3 separate regions of the Mus musculus genome follow, and regions 2 and 3 are each linked to region 1. The links are chromatin contacts, called in public ChIA-PET and HiChIP or PLAC-seq maps. All regions are on one chromosome and are shown on one strand. The core of a region is the stretch at or near the end of the contact, and the rest is flanking DNA. Distances in the headings are between cores, read along the strand shown. Region 1 holds the start of Zfand2a (zinc finger, AN1-type domain 2A). Region 2 holds the start of Nudt1 (nudix (nucleoside diphosphate linked moiety X)-type motif 1). Region 3 holds the start of Snx8 (sorting nexin 8).

Region 1 (4,062 bases), core at 1,294-3,793:
CCCAGCATGACATGTTACCTTCTTGAACGCAAAGGGACACTTATGACCCACGTAGGAAAAATGGTCTTTACAGAAATCTTGTTTACAGGCGTCGCATGTTATTGGCAGAAAATCTAAAAAACAAAAATCAGGATAAAACGGTAAGTCCTCTGAAGAACTGGAGTCTGAGAGACAGACACATCCCGGAGGTGGCACATGTGAGAGAAAACAACTTTGGGCCATAAAATTAAGAAACAAACAAACAAACAAACAAACACCACAAACAAACAAACAAACAACCCAGACAGGGTCCTATTTAGTGCAGGCTGTCCTGGAACTCATATGTAGCCTAGGAGGACCTTGAATCTCTGCTCCTCCTGCCTGCACCTCTCCAGAGCTTCAGACATGCTGGACACGTGCTGTACCACCTGAGCAACAACCCCAGTCCCAAAGGTAGAAATGCAGGAAGGTCAAGAGACAATGAAGGCCCCACAAATGTCTTCACGTCTTTTCAACACAGATATCATCTCTTGTGGCATCGCAACCATCCAAGCTGCCTTTGTTATCTGCAAAGCCCTGGTGGCTATTGCGTGGCCTTAAGGGGTCATTAACTTGCAATTCTGAGCAGACCCTGTGTTCCTGCACCAGAGTTTTCATGCTGAGAAGCTAAACCAGGACAGAGGCCAACTAGCGAGAGAGTGCACCAGCCAGGTGTCCTCCGCAGAGCAGCCAATGTAATGCTGTTTCCCTAGCAAGAGCCCCCAAAAGTTCTTACCTAGCTGTTTGCAAGTTGGTTCTGAACAGTGCTTCCCCAAGTCAGGAAACTCCATTATAAATGCTGTCCAAAAACACAGATGTATTTAAGTATCACCTGTGGGAATTAGAAGAGAATGAGGTTCTGAGTTGGACCCCAGGGCCTGTCACCTGCAGCCAAAGAGCACAGAGAAGCTATTTGTGAGAAGCACGGGAAACCCAAACCATCCTGGGGCCATGGGAAAGACTGCCATCTCATAAATTCTCAGCAAAGAGCAAAGTGGTCGTTTCATCATAAATACCAAGCCTTGGGTTAATAAGAGAATGCTCTGCGTAGCATGTGGGAGGGGGAAGTTCTAGGTTCAATCCCCAGCTCTGGCAAAAACAAAACAAATGTGGTGAGAGAAAGAAAGGCTTCCCGTATGGAGTCCATAGCTGCCACTGAAAATTATGGTCTCCTTGGAACTCAAGCTGCAGTCTCAACTCCTCAATACACTTGTTGACATCAACAAGATTCGGTGCCAGGTGCTAAGTGGCATCAGTTGACTATGCTCCCCAGAGTAGGCTGTCCCTTGCCTCTCCCTCCCTCATGCCTTCAGTTTTACTTTGTGCACACGCCATAATGACATCAGGCCAGGGCCGATCAAGGCAAGCGGCACTTTAATTAACCACAAGAAACAGACAAGCAGAGAGGCTGGCATCCCGGAGACCAGGCTTGAAGCAAAGTCTCCTCCAAGTCCTGTCACCTATCAAATGACTCGAAACTCTTGCACTTTCCACAGGTCAAGTCCCCAAAGAGCTTTTCACATCTTTCTATTACTTTCTCTGCTGGGAACTTCTTATCTACTCCTTGTTGAGAACTCTCAGGCTTCAGAAGACATCTATTTGACTTGTCAAGGACCAGTCTACAGTGTCACTTCCTCAAACGTCACCTCTAACACCTCTAAGCCAATTCACTTCCCACCCTTCCCCCTTCCTTTCCTACTGCATTTAGTGGTTAGGGTGGATCTCATTCCTGTCGGGGAGGAAACCTTTTAAGTCGTGCACAACAGAATCCGCATTATGAAATGTTTTTGTTCAAAGCAAGCAGCACGTGACGTATTACCAAATGACCACCGACTGTTTCTTTTCTCCCCCCCCCCTTTTTTAAACAGGGGGCCGGGGGCCTAGGACAGACGCTATTTTGTAGTGCTGGCTGTCCCTTAACCCGTTTTGTAGATCACTTTGGCTATCAACTCGGAGATCCGCCTGTCTCTGCCTCTGGAGTGCAGGGATTAAAGGCACGAGCCACCATGCCCTGCTAGTAGACTGTTTCATGAAAGTGTGTCTCACTACTTAGCTCAGGTTAGCCTGGAGCTTGTGATCTAATAACTCAACTCCCCAGCGCTGAGACTACAGGCCTGCAACAACCACTATGCCTGGCTGCCGCGACAATGGCTCAGGGCAGTTGACCTGGGGATGTGAGATGTCACTGTGCTGAGACAGTAACTCCTTGATGGCCAGGCCACGAGAAATCACAGCGCGGAGACGCCAGCCCCTAGTTCACCAGCTCCCCGGGCCCCAGCGGCCCGCAACCACACCGGTACCTGGCACTCACGGGTAGTCAGAGGCGGAGACAGACAAGCGGTGCCCTTTGTGGTTATCCCGGTGACACCGCAGTAGAAACTGCAGCTCCAATCGCCGCGAAGCGCCCGACTTCTCTCAAGGCCGGAAAGCGTAGCATTGCCCCTGCAGCAGCCTGGGCCATTTATCCCCAGCCGACAGATCCAGAGTCATACATCCTGGGCGTTCCCGGCGCGCTCTGATGACGCCACACCAACACCAACCAATCCCCTAACATCTAGAGTCGGCCCGCCAGCGCGCCCAAAATGTCATCGAAGGCCAGCCAATTCCTTCGTGTTATGACCCCCAGAGGGCTGGGCGCCGTGATGACGTCACTTACATGTCACCAATCCAGCAGTTCTACGGCCTTTTCGTCCCTCCCTATCCCCCCGCCTATTTTCTAGAACAGTCAGGCAACATCTCTAGCTTAGGCTGAGTCGTGGTGAGGCAGCTCTGGGTGAGGTGACAGGCTTGCCTGTACCTGAGAGCCTGAGACAGGACCCGGCCGGACGTGAGAATCCTGTGTCTCAGTAGGAGTTCCCTGAGGGCTGGGATCGCGGTATGCACAGATTGATGGCCCATTTGTGAAGCTGTAAGGATCCCAGGACTCGGGGAGGCAGAACGCCAGGGACAGGTCATCTGAACAAACATGCCTTGGAAAAGTGAGGTCCAGTCTACAGAAGAATTACAAGATGATACCCAAAATGCCTGTATCTCTGTTACCAGAGTTGCTGGAGCACGGACTATGCATGTGATTTAAGAAAGATGTTCAGGGCTGGTGAGATGGCTCGGTGGGTAAGAGCACCCGACTGCTCTTCCGAAGGTCAGGAGTTCAAATCCCAGCAACCACATGGTGGCTCACAACCATCCGTAATGAGATCTGACTCCGTCTTCTGGAGTGTCTGAGGACAGCTACAGTGTACTTTAAATAAATAAATAAATAAATAAATCTTAAAAAAAAAAAAAGAAAAAAAAGAAGAAGAAGAAAGAAAGAAAGAAAGATGTTCAAGCCGGGCGGTGGTGGCGCATGCCTTTAATCCCAGCACTCGGGAGGCAGAGGCAGGCGGATTTCTGAGTTTGAGGCCAGCCTGGTCTACAAAGTGAGTTCCAGGACAGCCAGGGCTACACAGAGAAACCCTGTCTCGAAAAAAACCAAAAAAAAAAAAAAAAAAGAAAGAAAGATGTTCAAGTGTTGCTGACCCAAGCTCGAGAATACCAAAGATCTGTGGGCTAGGCTAATAGACCCAGAATACTACTGCTCTGTCCTGATTATTTATGTTTTTAATTAATTATTTATTTATTTCTCAATCTGACATAAACTGAGAAGAGGAGACCACAGTTCAGGAAATAACCTCTATAAGATTGGCCTAGGAAGTACTTTTAAGTTAGTCATTAATATGGAAGGGCTGAGCTCCTTGCGAGTAGTACCACCCCTAGGCTGATTATCCTAGGTGCTATAAGAAAGTAAAAATCAGGCCAGTTGGATGTGTACACCTATAATCGCAGCATGTGGGAAGCAGAGGCAGGTGGCTCTCCTAGTTCTTGTCCAGCTTGGCCAACATTACTTTTTGCTTTGTTTTTTAAAAAAGATTTATTTACATGAGTACACTGTAGTTGTCTTCAGATACATATCAGAGGAGTGCATCGGATCCCACTACAGATGGCTGTGAGCCACCATGCAGTTGCTGGGAATTGAACTCAGGACCTCTGGAAGAATAGTCAGTGCCG
Region 2 (3,954 bases), core at 546-3,045, 850 kb after region 1:
AAGGGGGTTACGTGACTTACACATCCATATCACTGTCACTGAAAGAAGCCAGAACAGGAACTCAATCAAGGCTGGAGCCTGGAGGCAGGAGCTGCTGATGCACAGGCCATGGAGGGTGCTGCTGACTGGCCCGCTCCCCTGGCTCGCACAGCCTGCCTGCTCCCCTGGCTCGAAGAGCCTGCTTTCTTACAGGGCCCAGACCCCCAGCCCAGGTGGAAACCTTTTCCTACTCACAGTGTCTGGTTATGGTGCTTATGACAGCAACAGAAAGCAAAGGAAGCCATTATTGTTTAGTTTTCTGGGGCTTTTTGTTTTGTTTAGAGAAAGGGACATAGTGCGAACCCAGGCTGTCCGCCAACTCCTGTGGTTTTCTTCTTTGTTCTTTTTTAAACATTTTGCTTATTTAATCATGTATGTGAGAGGGTATATAAGCAAGTGAGCACACGCCACGGCACATTTGTGGAGTCCACACAGCAACTTTCTGGTGTCAATTCTCCCGTCCACAGTGTAAATCCTGGGGCGAGAACTCAAGCTTGTCAGCCTTACCGGCATGCACCATTCAACCACCAAGCCAGTGGGTCACAGCCCAGAGTGAGAACCACTGCTGACTAACCCATCTTCATAGCATCACCACCACCCTGTGCTCCCTTCCCAACCCCCTACCTCTGCCCTTTTTTTTTTCTCTAGTACAGACATACCATGTAGCTGGGATGACCCTGAACTTCTAATCCTGCCTCCACCTCGTAGGCCTGCGGGGCCTGACTTTACTTAGCAGCTGTGTCCTGTACCCAGCCTGTGTCGTATTTCTGTAACTCTCATCTCTAAACCTACTTAGAAAGAGCCTCAAACAATGTCTCTAGGTAAGAGCTGCTCACTAGCAGTAGTCAGAGGAGCTGGGAGTCCAGCAGGTCCCACCTGCGCCTGTGGCATTGACGCGCTGCACTGCCACCTGACTCCAGGCTCCCGGAGCTGCCCCGCAGTCCAGCACCCGGAGACCGGGCCTCAGGATCTGATGCTTCTCATTCATCTCCAGGAGTTTGAAGGCACTGCGGCAGCGGTAACTCTCCACCTTTGCGGCCTTCACAAACGGATCCTTTAGATGCCGCGTGAGCCACAGGTGCTCAGCGCCGGTCCGGCCCCTGTAGTGACACACTGCTGTGTGTAACCTCCGAACCTTAAGGGGAACGCCTACCAGCTTCAGATGCCTGAAATGACGAAAAAAGAGTTAGCGGGTGGGCATTACACAGAGAGGCAAGAAAGTCTTGGTTCAACCTTTTTGTTTCTGCATATGTATGTGCGATATGCATGCACGCATGTGTATTAGCATGTATGTGCACATGTGTCTGCCTGTGTATGGGGGTCCAAAGTAGAGAAGGGACGTCCCCTTCGCTTGCTCTCTACCTTATGTATTGATGTAAGGTCGCCAACCTGCCAGTCTATCTCGCCAGCTTTCTCCAGGGACCCCTTTTCTCTGCCTCCCCAGCACTGGGGTTACATTTGGTCAGCACACATGTCCAGTATTTTGTAGGCTCTGGGGATCCGAACCCCAATCCTCCCGAATGCACAGCTTTATCCACGGAGCCCATACACCTATTTCTATGTTGCAAGCCTCACTCACTCACGTCTGTACATGAATAAACATCGTACACCCGTGTCCCGCTCCCCGGGACGGAGGTCGCCAGCACCCCTCTGCAACACAATTCACTGAGCTCCCTACTACTGTCATCCACTCCGTTCCTGTATGCAAAGACGTCCTTTTAGCGCAGGCAGACGCCGTAACTCACTCACCCGGCCATTGCTGCTTGCTGGTGGTTTCCTCCCGCCGCCGGAAGTCCCGCCCTCGCTTCCAACGCGAGGCTCCGCCCCGGGAAACTTTGGCTGGGGCGCGAAGGTATGGATGGTCCCGGGCGAATGAGATCTGGGTGCGGGAGAGACGCTGGAGGTCGGGAGTGGGGTGCCAGGGAAAATCTGGGGAGAGAAGGGGTAGAAGGACTAGAGAGCAGCTTCAAACCCACCAGGAAAACTGGGGTACTGGGCAGGCCTGAGGTCGGGAAGACCAGGGAAACTACAGAGAGTAGGGAGCAGAAATGAGAGGGAGAGGGGACCTGGGCGGTAAGCTGATGCATGGGCAGTTTGCAGCCTGTCTGTACCGGCCATAGCCCCTGGGAGGGGAGGCTAGGGAACGGCATTTGCAGAGTGCCCCCTGCAGGCAGGTTCTGGGCTCTGCACTCCATGTGCATTGTCTCCAACACCTGCAACACTTGACCTCAATTCAGACCAAAGGTTGTCCAAAGTTCCCTGACACACATCCGATTTACCACCTATCACAGCTACCAGGACACCCTTGTTTGCTTCTAGGCTCTGCCATTTGACCTCGGAGCACTAGTTTTCGCCTCAGAAACGAAGAAAGTAAGTCTTAAACTCTGTTCTTAGTCTTTTTTTTTTTTTTTTTACTTTTTTTATTAGGTATTTTCCTCATTTACATTTCCAATGCTATCCCAAAAGTCCCTCATACCCTCCCCCCCACTCCCCTACCCACCCACTCCCATTTCCATTGCAAAGGGAAACAGTATGGGGACTCTGTTTGAAGCAATGCCAATCAACAGAGCCATAGCCACACCCATTCTACCTGATTCCAATCTATGTCCTCACTGCTCATTTCACTGAGACAAGGAGCTGAGCACGCTGGTGCACGCCTGTCATTCTACACTCAGGTGGTTGAGCGGGAAGATTGTGAGTTTAAGTCCAGAATGGAGAACATGGCACAACTCTGTCTCGTTTAAAATCCTTGCAAAACAAATCACTCATCTGTATGGAATGTGAGGACATTTGTCATCACTCCCTACATGAAAACAATTTACATAGTTTGCATGTAAAGTGGGCCGGAGGATGTCTGTAAGTTACAGGCAAATATGCCATTTCAAAGAAGTGATTTCATCATACTTTAATCCCAGTATCCATGGAAGGGTAAGGTATCCTGGTATCTGTGGATATGAAAGATATCCTGTGGATATCCTGTGGCTATGAAAGACAGCTGTATACAGCCGGTGCTTAATAAGAGATGGCTGACTTTGCTGAGTCAGGAAGCCAGAGGCTCAGGCACAGGCAAGTCAGAACACAGGCCAATGCTAAGCCCACTTCTTCTCCTGACTTACCTCAGCACCAGGCCTAAGCTTCCGGGTCCCTTTTCTTTCCCTTTCTTCTTATTCTGTTTTTAAATTTTAACTTATATTGTGCACATATAGGGTTGTTGGATTTTTTTATTCGAGAACGTATAGGGTTTTAAAAATATTTATTTTGGGGGGCTGGTGAGATGGCTCAGCGGTTAGGAGCGCTGACTGCTCTTCCAAAGGTCCTGAGTTCAAATCCCAGCAACCACATGGTGGCTCACAACCATCCGTAATGAGATCTGATGCCCTCTTCTGGAGTGTCTGAAGACAGCTACAGTGTATATAATAAACAAACAAACAAACAAATAAATATTTTAAAAAACCATCCAGAGGTGGTGTATAGCTTTTAAAAAATATTTATTTTTTATGTTCATTGATGCTTTGCCTCCATGTATGTTTGTGTAGGGGGCCATATCCCCAGGAGCTAGAATTACAGACAATTGCAAGCCACCATGTGGTTGCTGGGAATTGAACTTGGTGCCCCTGGAGGAGCAGCCAGTGCTCTTAACCACTGAGCAGCCATCTCTCCAGCTGGAATACAGGAGTTTTGTTAACATTTATACTATATGTGTGCCTGGTACCCAAAGACGCCAGAAGAGGGCATCAGAACAGAGTTAGACAGTCGTGAGCCACCATGTGGATGCTAGAAATGGAACCACAGTCCTCTGCAAGAGCAGCTAGTCCTCCTAACCACTGCCATCTCTCCAGCCCTTGTTCAAGTTCCTTTTCTTATACACTGCAGCCTCTTAGGAGGGTCCCAGTTTCTGTATACTGCCTTAGCCAG
Region 3 (3,882 bases), core at 990-3,489, 900 kb after region 1:
GAACAGGAGGACTATGGGTTTGAGGCCAACCTGAGTTACATAGCAGACACTGTCTCAAAAATAAACAAATAAGGCTGATTGTGGTGGCACATGCCTTTAATCCCTGCAGTCAGGAGACAGAGGCTGACCTCTATGAGCTCAAGACCAGGCAGGTCAGCACACTAAGTTCAGTTCTCCTGAGGACCAATCTCCTGCAGCGTATACACGGTTCACCTTTCGAATAATGGATCTGTGTGCTGAAAACCACAATGAGCCCATTTTCCTCCCAGCAGTTCCAAACCGCTACAAACACAAACACTACTTTACGCATGACTACTACCGGCAGCTCTGAAGGGGTAGCCAAAGTGGAAATCTGCTATGTACCCATAAGTCACACTAGTTAATCCTTTGAGATGTCAAAAATCAGCCAACTGTGAAGGTGGAGGCTACTAGGCAAAAGGTGAGGAGGAAGAGGAGGAGGAGGAAGAGGAAGAGGAGGAGGAAGAGGATGAGGAAGAGGAAGAGGAAGTGAAGTGAAAATCAACCTGTGAAAGTTCGCTGCCTGAGCTCTTTACCTCTGAAAGCAAAGCCATCCTCGGGACCAGGTGAGAGGGCTCAGTGGCTACCTGCATTCACACACACAAGCCCACCCACCTCAAGCTCCATCCCTAGAACTCAAGGAACAGTGGAAGAGAGAAGTGACTCCACAAAGCTGTCCTCTGACTGCCATCCCTGTGCCATGCCACACTGTTCTCAAGAACATCACACACACAAGAATACGTTTTCCCAAGAGTGATTCCCAAAGGTGTTTTGACTCTAGTCCATCCAGCCAAAGGCTCCACCAAGACACACTCCAACTAAGTTTCTTGCAGAAGGAAGAAAATCTCCTTCGCCACATCACCAGCTTGGTGCCAAGTTTCATACATACAGAAGGAAGTGACAGGTTGAAAAACCCATTTTCCTACTTACGTGGCTACTGGGATGGCCTGTCAATCGTGAAGGACTACATGGCTGTGACTAACACACAAGTCACACCACTGCCCAAGATCTGTCAAAAATCTAGACGAAATCCTTCCTAACGTCAGCCATTAGCTGAGTTCTCTAGGAAGTAATATGGAAGATCCCAAATTTGCCAAGAGAGCTCTAACCCATCACCACTGCTACAAGCCACAAGGAATTGCTTTATGAGTCAGGCAGGGGCTCAGAGCACAGGCTCCAGAGCTCTTGCAGAGGACAGGAGTCTGGGTCCCAGCAGCTCTACTGAGTGGCTAACAGGCAGGTGAAACTTTGGCCTCTCGGGAATCTAACACATCTGTCCTCCAAGGGCGCGCGCGCACACACACACACACACACACACACACACACACACACACATACATATACACAGTTAGAAATATTTTTTTAAAAAAGCATTCTTAAAAGGCATAAGTAGCTCTGGATCAGTCTCCCTTTCTCAAGGCGCCCAGGTATAGGGACTTAAGTGGTGGCTCAAACATACAACCTCAAAAATACAATGTTTTACCCAACAAGACCCAAAGACTGTTGACCAACTCCGAGGGGAGTTTCACCTTCTCTCCATTCTTCAGAGGCGTTCATTGACATCCTCCTCCCTCCCCTGGGGTTAAAAGTACTACCCTAAACCCTTCGTCCCAAGAGAAGAACCTGTCTTTCCACCAATGCTCTAGATGGCCATACTCAGCGACACTTGGCCAGACCTGGCTGGCACACACCAGGCCCAGCTCCACCCTTGCGCCTCTGGCCACATGGATGCGTCCCCACAGTCCACAAAGCCGGGGACCCCAGGAAAAAGAGTCTGATACCAAAGACACATCCCTTTCCCTGGACATGGTCACACATGAATATAAACCACTCTCTAGACCACGTCTCCAAAGTGGGGTCAGAAAAGACCCAGGTGCAACTCCACACGGCCGCTCGCTAACGGAGGGCTGAAGAGCAGCGTCCCAGGGAGCAGCGGGAAGAGGCTGGCCCCAAGAATGTCCACCCCCCCACCCCGGCCAGGCGAGGTGTGGCACTGACAGGTGGTCCCCGAGTGTGAAGCACTTGGCTCTCCGCACAGGGCCATCGGGCCGCGTGCCCTACCTGTCGCCGGCGGATCCGCCTCCTCGTCAGCCTCCGCCTCAGCAGCTGCAGCGACTGCCGGCGAGGGCAGCGGGTCCATCGCGCGGCCAGTCATGTGAGCCCGCTCGCCCACGTGACTTCCTCCCGCGCCCGCCCGGCCAGCCCCGCCCACGCCAGCTCTTGTCCGGCGTGGCCACGCCCATGCCAACCTCGCCACGCCCCTCCGCTCACCCCAAGCAGTAAGACCACGCCCCTACCCACGAGCCACGCCCCAACCACGTGGCCGCGGCCGGGGCAGCGTTCAGCAGCTCTGGTCCAAGACTGAGTGCTAGCGCGAGTACCGCCCCAGCTGCTTAGTGCCACCTCCCTCCAGTGCGCACCCACCTCCCCGCTCTTAGCCAGCAGCTGTTACTCATCTTCTTGCCCACCCTCTGACCCACGCTGCCATTCATTTTTGCATTCGCTTGCCCACTCACACATGCTCTGTGAATTCCGGGGCAGCCCCTGTGAAAGGTGCTACGGACATTAGAACAGTGTTCTAGTACCTTCTGGGATTTGGAGCGTGAAACATGGCTAGAGAGTAGGTCTTCTGACTATAATAGGTCTCTGAAGATTACTGATGAGGAACAACATTCCATAATTGTTTGCAGATAACCAGGCCATTCTCCTTTCTGTTGGGGATTGAGCCCATAGGCTCCCACATGCTGAGCTGGCCCTCTACCACTGTGCTATGTATCACCAGCCCTTTATTATTTATTTGTATATTGTTGGAGATAGGGTCTCAATATATAACCCTGGCTGTCCTGGAACTCACTATGGCTAGCCTCAAACTCAAAGATCTGCCTGCCTCTCTCTCCTGAGTGCTGGGATTGAAGATGCACACCAGGACGTTGAGCTTTATGTATTTATTTTGACTCGGGGTCTAGTTAGCCAGGCTAGCCTTGAACTCACTCTGTAGCTAAGGCAGAACATCCTCCTGCCTCAGCCTCCCTAGGAGCTAAGTTGAACATACATACCTCCAGGCCTGGCCCTCTGACTGACAGAGGGAAGCAAGGATGTAAGAGCACACAGGAGCAGTGTCTGACCCGGGGCTGAATATGAGGACTGAGTCTAGAACTGCAGGAGGAGGAAGAGGAGGAGGAGGAGGAGGAAGAAGAAGAGGAGGAGGAAGAGAGAGAAGAAGAAGAAGAAGAAGAAGAAGAAGAAGAAGAAGAAGAAGAAGGAGGAGGAGGAGGAGGAGGAGGAGGAGGAGGAGGAGGAAGAGGAGGAGGAGGAGAACAAGAAGAAGAAGAAGAAGAAGAAGAAGAAGAAGAAGAAGAAGAAGAAGAAGAAAGGAAAAAGAAAGAAGGAGAAAAAGAAAAAAGAAAGGCAACCTAAACTGCATATAGATACATTATCTCAAGTAAAGGAAAAGCAAAAAAATATCTGGGAGAAGAAGAGGGTTATTAATAAGACTCCATCAGAACAGTTGGGTGTGGTGGCGCACACCTTTAATCCCAGCACTCGGGAGGCAGAGGCAGGTGGATTTCTGAGTTTGAGGCCAGCCTGGTCTACAAAGTGAGTTCCAGGACAGCCAGGGCTACAGAGAAACCCTGTCTCGACTCCATCAGGGAAGGCCTTTCTTATTTCACAGTAAAGACCTCGCCTCTCCAGATATTGATGTCTAATGATTTCCATGGAGTGGACTGAAGGCTCCAAGGTTGGAGCCCTAGGATGCCTCTCAGTCTCCCTGCTGGTGCCTCTAAAGTTTTTAAAGCCCTAAGCTTGGCTGTAGCTGCGTCTAGTTCCCTTTATTTTCCAGGACTACAATCTATTGTGTAGAAG

Evidence for each region. ChIA-PET counts read pairs in DNA pulled down with a chosen protein or histone mark. HiChIP or PLAC-seq counts read pairs in DNA pulled down with a chosen protein or histone mark.
Region 2: an RNA polymerase II ChIA-PET map of memory CD8 T cells shows a contact between it and region 1, with 10 read pairs. The contact joins the promoter of Nudt1 here to the promoter of Zfand2a in region 1. A contact is called at or near these places in 3 of 39 promoter capture datasets (embryonic stem cells, hippocampal neurons and pre-B cells) and 3 of 115 datasets of contacts at active chromatin or transcription factors (bone marrow-derived macrophages, memory CD8 T cells and pancreatic cancer cells).
Region 3: a contact with region 1 is called in an H3K4me3 HiChIP or PLAC-seq map of bone marrow-derived macrophages, with 2.8 times the contacts expected there. The contact joins the promoter of Snx8 here to the promoter of Zfand2a in region 1. A contact is called at or near these places in 2 of 115 datasets of contacts at active chromatin or transcription factors (bone marrow-derived macrophages and microglia).

The regions. Positions count from the first base shown.
Region 1 is chr5:139,481,948-139,486,009 of GRCm38.p6, forward strand. Zfand2a (zinc finger, AN1-type domain 2A) reads right to left here and starts at 2,544. Exons shown (of 7, transcript NM_001159908.1): 1 at 2,330-2,544; 2 at 755-850; 3 at 19-113. The coding sequence starts at 809.
Region 2 is chr5:140,330,065-140,334,018 of GRCm38.p6, forward strand. It overlaps Nudt1 (nudix (nucleoside diphosphate linked moiety X)-type motif 1), which reads left to right and starts at 1,796. Exons shown (of 5, transcript NM_008637.2): 1 at 1,796-1,891; 2 at 2,359-2,409. Mrm2 (mitochondrial rRNA methyltransferase 2) reads right to left here and starts at 1,834. Exons shown (of 3, transcript NM_026510.1): 1 at 1,789-1,834; 2 at 916-1,205. The coding sequence starts at 1,796.
Region 3 is chr5:140,387,069-140,390,950 of GRCm38.p6, forward strand. Snx8 (sorting nexin 8) reads right to left here and starts at 2,240. Exons shown (of 11, transcript NM_172277.3): 1 at 2,080-2,240. The coding sequence starts at 2,173.